Linked DNA regions of Gadus morhua: region 1 is linked to region 2. A link is a contact called in public Hi-C data. All regions are on one chromosome and are shown on one strand. The core of a region is the stretch at or near the end of the contact, and the rest is flanking DNA. Distances in the headings are between cores, read along the strand shown. Region 1 holds the start of adnp2a (ADNP homeobox 2a). Region 2 holds the start of ano10a (anoctamin 10a).

The links. A called contact is a pair of places that touch in the nucleus more often than the background predicts.
Region 1: a contact with region 2 is called in a Hi-C map of blood, with 4 times the contacts expected there. The contact joins the promoter of adnp2a here to the promoter of ano10a in region 2. A contact is called at or near these places in 2 of 6 Hi-C or Micro-C datasets (blood and gill).

The regions. Positions count from the first base shown.
Region 1 is chr11:18,906,387-18,910,404 of gadMor3.0, reverse strand. adnp2a (ADNP homeobox 2a) reads right to left here and starts at 1,262. Exons shown (of 17, transcript XM_030369564.1): 1 at 920-1,262. It overlaps zgc:136493 (D-glycerate dehydrogenase), which reads right to left. Exons shown (of 7, transcript XM_030369579.1): 6 at 3,027-3,123; 7 at 1,523-2,432. The coding sequence ends at 2,279.
Region 2 is chr11:18,708,401-18,712,410 of gadMor3.0, reverse strand. It overlaps ano10a (anoctamin 10a), which reads right to left and starts at 2,040. Exons shown (of 14, transcript XM_030369572.1): 1 at 1,866-2,040; 2 at 1-83. The coding sequence starts at 62. LOC115553402 (1-acylglycerol-3-phosphate O-acyltransferase ABHD5-like) reads left to right here and starts at 2,103. Exons shown (of 6, transcript XM_030369584.1): 1 at 2,103-2,178; 2 at 2,608-2,649; 3 at 3,830-3,915. The coding sequence starts at 2,150.

The DNA of each region.
Region 1 (4,018 bases), core at 13-2,512, 200 kb before region 2:
GGGGGCTGCATTGTGACTGTGGTCCCGATCTCAAGGTTTCTTCCGTTTCTCAAGAAATCACAAATGAGTCTCGTATTACACTGAGCCTCGGCTCTTTGTTTAGAGAAGCCCTCACGACATCACATCAGCGGACCAGAAGCAGCTCTATGCTGATCATCAAGAGGTGCATCAGTCACACATTTCCATTTACACACACACACACACACACGCACGCACGCTTCTAACTTCTTATCACACAACCTCAATAGAAATCCACCAAAATGCTTTGTGTGACTTAGAGCATATATCATGCTAATTCATAAGTGTCTATAAACACTACAGCAATAAACACACAGCTCTGATTCAAACCCATCCTCTGACAAGCTCTAAATCCCCTCAAACGAAAAGGACCCTGTCAGGGAACATCTCAACTTCTGACTCCTGCTTCACTTTCCTCCATCCTCAGATCAGGGCTCTTGGGGGCGTGCCGGTGGGGGGGGCAATCTTAATATATATTGTGAGCTTAACAATTGCGTTCGGTGTAGTCACACACTCATGTCACACAAATAAACACTTTTCGTGAGCAGGTTACTAGCTTTTGATCGTGGCATTGTCATACACACATCACCGTTTGTGTCAACACAAGCTTTACCTCCACCCGGCAGAACAAACGCAGCTACCTGGGGCTAGCCTGATCTTCACTAAACCAGATCTGAACCCGGGTCCTCCTGGGGCTAAACGTGGATATTATGTCGCTGGATAACGAGCATGAAACTACAACGGCTGATCAGTCGGGCGGACCTACGAGCTAGCGAGCGTAGCCGAATAGCGCCGAGTGCCATTCAACACAACTTTGCACCCGGTTCCCGGTACAAAGTATGGTAGGTTAGTGCGTAACATGACGGTCTCGGAGACAAGAAGCGGGTTGTCCGTCGCCCACCTGGTCGTGCGTGTTGATGTCTCACTGTCTGGAGGAGGCTGGAGGGCAGCGCTACTTGTACCGGGGCCGGCGTGCCCGTGCGTCCTCCTTCACCAATCCGGCGCGAGGGCTAGGACTTCGGCGTCACTCGGGCGCGCTCACGAAATTGTTACCCGAACAGATGCAGGTCCCCGGAAGCCACTTCTCTTATCATTACTACCGCTAATCTGCCTTGTATAGACGCGCTGCATCGAACTTAACTTATTCGAATACTAACCATGCCCCCCTTTTTGTTCATTCCTGCCAATAACACAACTCTATTGCGAGGGAACATGGCGGACAGGAAGTGGGGAAGTGACGTCAGAGTCATTGCCTAGACTGTCTGGTTAAGAGACCAATCAGAGGCTTGGGGGCTGGTTTCAAAGGGAGATTGACACCGGTGATGAGCAAGTTTGAAACATCCAGGTGTGATGGAGGCAGCACACCTGTTGCACCAACATCTGCCAACACAACACCTGTACAGATGTGTCACCATGGTGATTGGGAGGGTGTGGCTTGTTTGGCTTGAGAATGGGGAGGAGTGATGTGCTAAGGATTAAGGGGAACTGAAAGAAAATAAGGGAATGAGGAGGCATCAGTTGGATGTCTTTAATTTAAGATAATGATAGTCTTGTAGCAAAGAGCTCAAGGCAGCAGGAGCACATGAGAGCTTACACACTGGTCAACCAGCGAACCCAGGCTTTGAGCTGGCATCATAATTTTTTTGTCTTGTTTCTGTCTGCACATACAGTAGAGATCTGATTGAACAAAGTGTAAAAATTTTTTTTATCACAATTAAGCAAGTACAATTAAGTATTTCATTATAAGTCATTCAGAACATATTAATGTCTATGGGAATAATTCATCATACATATATGGTTCATATTAAGATAATAACTTTAAATATTTTTTTATTACTTGGAAGCTTACGTTTAAGTCTAAATGAATCATGATTATAAGATATATCCTGCAATGTACCTTTGAAAAGCTTTGCTCTATGGTGTCCCTATTATAATTAATGGATCATTTACCACAGGATTTTTTATAAATTAATGGCATACATAATAATACTTACGATTCGACTACGACTAAAGTATTAACACATTTAGCTGATACGAGGGGATTTACAATAGAGGTGAAGAAGAATAAATTATAACATTTCTAAAAACATCTGGGTAAATACAGATTAGCTATGGAAATCAACAGATTAAGATGCGATTCCTAGATAATTCACATAGATTATATGTACTTTATAACATCATTATTACTACAGTACTGATAAGATGTCTGTTGCTTTTAATGATAAAAAGGTATCAGCCTCTCCAGTGGCTTTCCAGAGGATCAGACTATGACCTCATTAGGGGGTGTGTCCCCAGCCAATGCTGCAAGCGCATTGGCCACCATTTGCTTAATCATGAGACAGGTCGTCTCCAATGTGTGAGTCCCCATGTGGGGTAGCACGATGACATTAGGAAGAGATAACAGGGGATGGCCTCTGAAATGTCACACAAACACACACACACACACACACACACACACACACACACACACACACACACACACACACACACACACACACACACACACACACACACACACACACACACACACACACACGTTAAGTTGCTATTACAATAGTGTATAGGAATGATCTCTTCTTTTCGCTTTTAATAAATAAGTACACTAACAAAAACTGCATGGAAAGAATCCAACAACCAAATAGCATCAAACATCAGACTCCAAAAAGTTTGACCTTAATGTTTGACCTCTGTTACTGTACTGCGCGGTTATTAAGCCGATGTCTAAATAATATATAATTGCAAGGCAATACTGCAGTTACCAATGCAAGTGATAGTGAAGTCTTTTGGGAGTTTTGTTTAATTCATTTTTTATCAATTATTATCGATTTTTGTTCATGTATTCTTTATTGATGCCTTTAATTGGCCGTATTCATCTAACCTACATATTACATAACATTAACGTAGGGGTTAATGTAAATTCAATTGCACTGCAGAATAGGTCCCACACTATGATCATTCTCTAGGTGAAACAATGGCCGTTTCATCACGGTGTTTGTGCGTGCGTTTACCTGGGCAGCGGTTCAGGGTAGGTCACATCTAGCGCTGCAGCCTGGATTACTTTGTTCTGAAGAGCTTCAACAAGGGCCTCCTGATCCACCACTTTCCCTACAAACAAACACGGGAATATTGGGATGCAGTCGAGCATGATCGAATGGCGTGATTCTATCCACTGGAGCAATTTATTGCTTTGTTGTATGCTTTGTATTCTACATTCAAAACACATTTGTTGCAGGGGTTACTGACTGGGAAACCCTGAGAGAATAAGGGAACACGAAATGAGGGAGTGGCACAGGAAATGCATAGTTTTACTTATACGTCTCACTCTACATGTGGCCCAGTGGGTGACAACGCAAAGCAAGCAATTCTTACAGAAATACGGTGAGCAAAGTATGTGTCTGTGATAGCCTGATATTCTCACATGTGCCCACAGACTTTTGTTTGATCAGTGTAACCTGTGCCGCAAATAATTGGACTTATTAAAAGCACTGTATGCTTTTTGCTCCACTTCCATCCACCGACAGAATAAATTGGGTTAGGGTAAGCAATTTAAAAAATCACACTGACGCCAACATCCCTCTCCAGAAGAAGATGAAGTCGTAGAGGGGACTCCACAAGAGCGCTATGGGAAAAGGAAGGTTAAATAAGCCTTAAAAATGTTGGCGTCTATCAACGAGAAGCGATAGGACACATGGCAAATTTCTTTGCGCTGAGGCTTTTTCTCACACTACTTATATCCAACCTCGAGGGAGAGGACATTTCAACAACTGAACGAAAAGGCTTTCAGCGCTCACCTTTTTGGCCTTGATCACAGCGAAGATAAAAGAGTCAAGAATGACGGTAAGAACCATTACATTTGTTTGTCCATTAAGCATTATTGTGTGTTGTGATCGTCTATTTTGTGGAGGAGTTTATTTAATATGATGTTTACATAACATGTGTATTGCATCACAGTTGTGTGATGTTATTGGTCAATAATAATATGTTATAGTGTGGACACCAA
Region 2 (4,010 bases), core at 791-3,290:
ACCACCACCAGGGGGGTGAAGCCAGAGCCATCGTCCCCACCCGCAGACGGCTGTTTCAGCATCTTCTCCCGCTACCTGGGAGCCTGCACCAGAGACACACGGCATCACGTAGTCAGGACATGGACGCTGTTGGGCGGCTGGTTTATTTAATCGAAGCAAGAACAAGATGAAAAGTTATGTTGACTTCAATGAATATGTTAGAGCAATAGTATTAGTGTTAATTTCATATAAAATAAGAGTTCTGTTTTGTTTCGGTGTGTACGTCCAAACAAAGAGATCAATGTCGACAAGTATGGGAGAATTAAGGGAAAACACACACAGAACACACACAATGTTGACAACTACACAACAGCGTATGCCAGTAGCTTTTTTTTAAATTATTATTAGTATTACAAAGGAATATTTGTATCTATGATCCAGGAAACGGATGACGCAATCAGAAAATGTCTTAGTCAAGGTGGTCAAGGAGCGGGGGGGGGGGGGGGGGTTATGTACAGTTTTCTACTTTGTTAATGCATTGCATAATAATAATAAAATAATAATAATAATAATTCTAATATGTATTGGTAGTCAATGCGGGGCCCTATTGTTGTTAAGGCAGCTGCCTTAACAACACAGTACTGGGGGAAACACTGCCGAAATTTGCAGACTTGCAGTTTAATCTCAAAGATTGTCTATCTAACAGGATATTAATGCTAACTTAGTAAGAATATAAGTAATCAGTCATGTGTGTGGCAATGAGGAATTACCTGTATTATAGCCATACATGTAGGCCTACCTAGCAAATGGGCCATAGCATTAAATGGTCAATGCATAATAGCTTTAATAATAACAATGCATCTAGAAGTTGCACATTGCAATTGACAGTGGCAGCTATCCAGGATCTAAAGAAGGATGCAACATGTCAAACAAGTGAATAGTCATTTCAAGTAAATAGTAATTTATGAGTAAGCCAAGGAGTCATGAATGCTGCGCCCATGTATGAAGCCAGCCAAACAGAAATGGCACCAGGAAACATTAACCAGTGTCGGTTTGAATCCTGTGAGGTTTTAGATATTTAACAGACTATAATATTGCGTGTCACATTCAACCCAGGCATGAATGACAGGTCTACTGGAGGGGTTACTGTTTGGGACAGCTGAAGGCGAGCTCTCAACCAGAGTGGGTGGGACTTGGCAGCCACGTATTGCTGTAACTTTGACTGCAACTTTATTGTGGAGAATAAGTTACAGTACACAATCTTATATTTGGATAACTAAATATCGTGGTCATGTCAGTTGTCAGGTTCCGTTTCAGACCCCTCAGAATTTAATACAAAAAAATGTTGTTTGCATTATCATAACCTCAGTCTATTCGACATTTACTAAGAAGTCGGACCCAGGGGTGACAAGTTCATGATCACCAGAGGATAATTTAACCTGACCATTTGATGGCCCTTAGGTGCATCACGAGGGGGAGATGTAGAAGTGTATTAAGTTATCCGCTGGACTTCAGTCATGGGACTTCAATCCAGTCCACGTCACTAGTCAATTTAGCAAACGTCTAAGGCATATCACACCCACCGACCTCATACCAGCCAGCGATGATTAATCTCAGCACACAAAACAGGATAATTTAATGAATCGACAAATAACCTGGTTGAATGTGGATACAACGTCCGCATTCAATACAACGAACACATGCCAAGACAAGACGAAACATAGTTTGCAAAAATACAAAACTGCCGATTGTTTGCAATGGGGAGGTTTCAAACTTGAAACTACTTTTTAAATGAATGCAAGTTAATGACATCCATTGGCTGCAGCGATGCTTGCACACTGCACTGTGATTTGTGCCTGGTAAAGAGAGACCATCACCCCACTTACCCAATGTCTCCTTTTCTTTGAGGTGCAATGTTTAGATATTTTGACAGGACAGGATTTCTTCCGCAATGTGTGGTTTCCCGTTCTTGCACGGTCATTCGGTGCGCCTGCTTTCTCCACACGGAGCGCACAAGAGTTCCACGTTGGCCCACTGAAACTGCGCAGTGTTTCGGACACCACCCGCACGGGCTGTGAGAAGTAATAAAACACACGCCCCCTTTTGCAGAGTACACTTCATCCCGGGGAGTGACGTCAGTGTGTCTGCGATCACATGTTCGTGAGGAAGAATGGCTGATATAACAACTAAACAGACAGGGTGAATGGCACTTACTTACTTGTTTTTTTAACATACATATTATATTTGGAGTTAGATGAAGTTTATATTAATGTATGTTCCCGATACAATAATTGTGTAAAAGCTCGATGTCTCCGCGTGTAAATGGGTTGATTTCACAAACTTTGGAAGTGTCATCTGCTCTTGTTCAGATAAACAAAGTTGTTATCTCAGTGATTGCTTGGATTTTTTGAGTGGGATACTAACAATAAGAATGGCATTTGTCTGCCCTTAACTTGGTAATGACCAATGAATGAATAATAATATAGTAAATGAAAGTATTTCTGATATGATGGATTCAATCTCTGTCAGTCAGCATATTGATAACAGAATGATTCCATCAATATTTTGATTTTGTTTTAGCTTCAGAGTTCTGCTTCAGCGCATTCTGACGTTTTTCGGTGTCCACAGTCTTTATAGCGGTGTGTTGGGGATCGTGGATTCAACACTGAGGTGACCCCTGCAATTTGTTTATTAAAGCTCAATTAAATATTAATAATCGTCTAACATATTACTAAAATTCCTCGAAACTAATTACCTGAATTGCTTTACTTTCTGTAACCCTTTGAATGTTGTTTGTCATTCATTTCAGCAAATTAGCAAATTGATATTATAAGTACTGTACATCCCTCCATTATAAGTCTCCATTAGTTGATGTTTACACCACCCTTCTTTGCTGCTCATATGTAGTAGAAAGCCCCATATCAACCAAGTCAGCTGTTTATGTAAAGCCCAGGGGAACATATGGGGCTTTAGTAACGCATGTCTATTACACTATTACCATATTAAGTACGTATTTCCTGCTTGACATACATTTGATGTTTTAGAGTTTGTAGAGTTAACGATAAACACATCAAAAACGACACATATCTAAAAAGGCAATATGAGAAGCTGCATTTGGAGCAATATCCTTCTCCATTGAGTAGCATGTATTATGATGGACTAAGTTATGTAAATATTTGACATATACATTTTTATCTGTCTATGGCTATTGTTTGTCCCGTACTATAACCGTAGAAACTCACCAACCTGTCTCCATCAAATCGTTATCCTCAGGAAATTAGCAATGGCATAGATATTATTAGACTAGTACTTTTGCGTAACGATATGTATTTTGGCTTGTACTGTGTTCCTCACTGTCCAGCTTATTTATCTACTATGTTAGTTTACATGTAGTAATTATTATAAAGGAATGTTAACAAACATCTTTGGTGCATGCATAATCCCAAACCCTAATTTTAACAACTTCCCTTAATTGTCAATGTATTTGCCTTTGGATATAATCGTCTCTGTCTCTGGGTGTGCTCCATCCACCCCTACCTCAGGTGTTGTCCCAGGTCGCTGTGATTCAATGGATAGTGTCTGTTGGTCGTGTGTTGTCCCAGGTCGCTGTGGATTCAGTGGATAGTGTCTGTTGGTTGTGTGTGTTGTCCCAGGTCGCTGTGATTCAGTGGATAGTGTCTGTTGGTTGTGTGTGTTGTCCCAGGTCGCTGTGATTCAGTGGATAGTGTCTGTTGGTTGTGTGTGTTGTCCCAGGTCGCTGTGATTCAATGGATAGGGTCTGTTGGTCGTGTGTTGTCCCAGGTTGCTGTGATTCAATGGATAATGTCTGTTGGTTGTGTGTTTTTCCCAGGTCGCTGTGGATTCCCAACTGGCTGCCGGCATGGTGCCCCACCTCCGAGAGCCAGCTGAGGGCTGCCGAGGACCGGATGCTGCGCTGTGAGTAGGGCTCAAGTCAATCGAGCTCAGACCGACATCGCGATCTAACAGAACGCGATTTGCAAATCGCGTTTTGTTGTTGTTTTTTCTTTTCT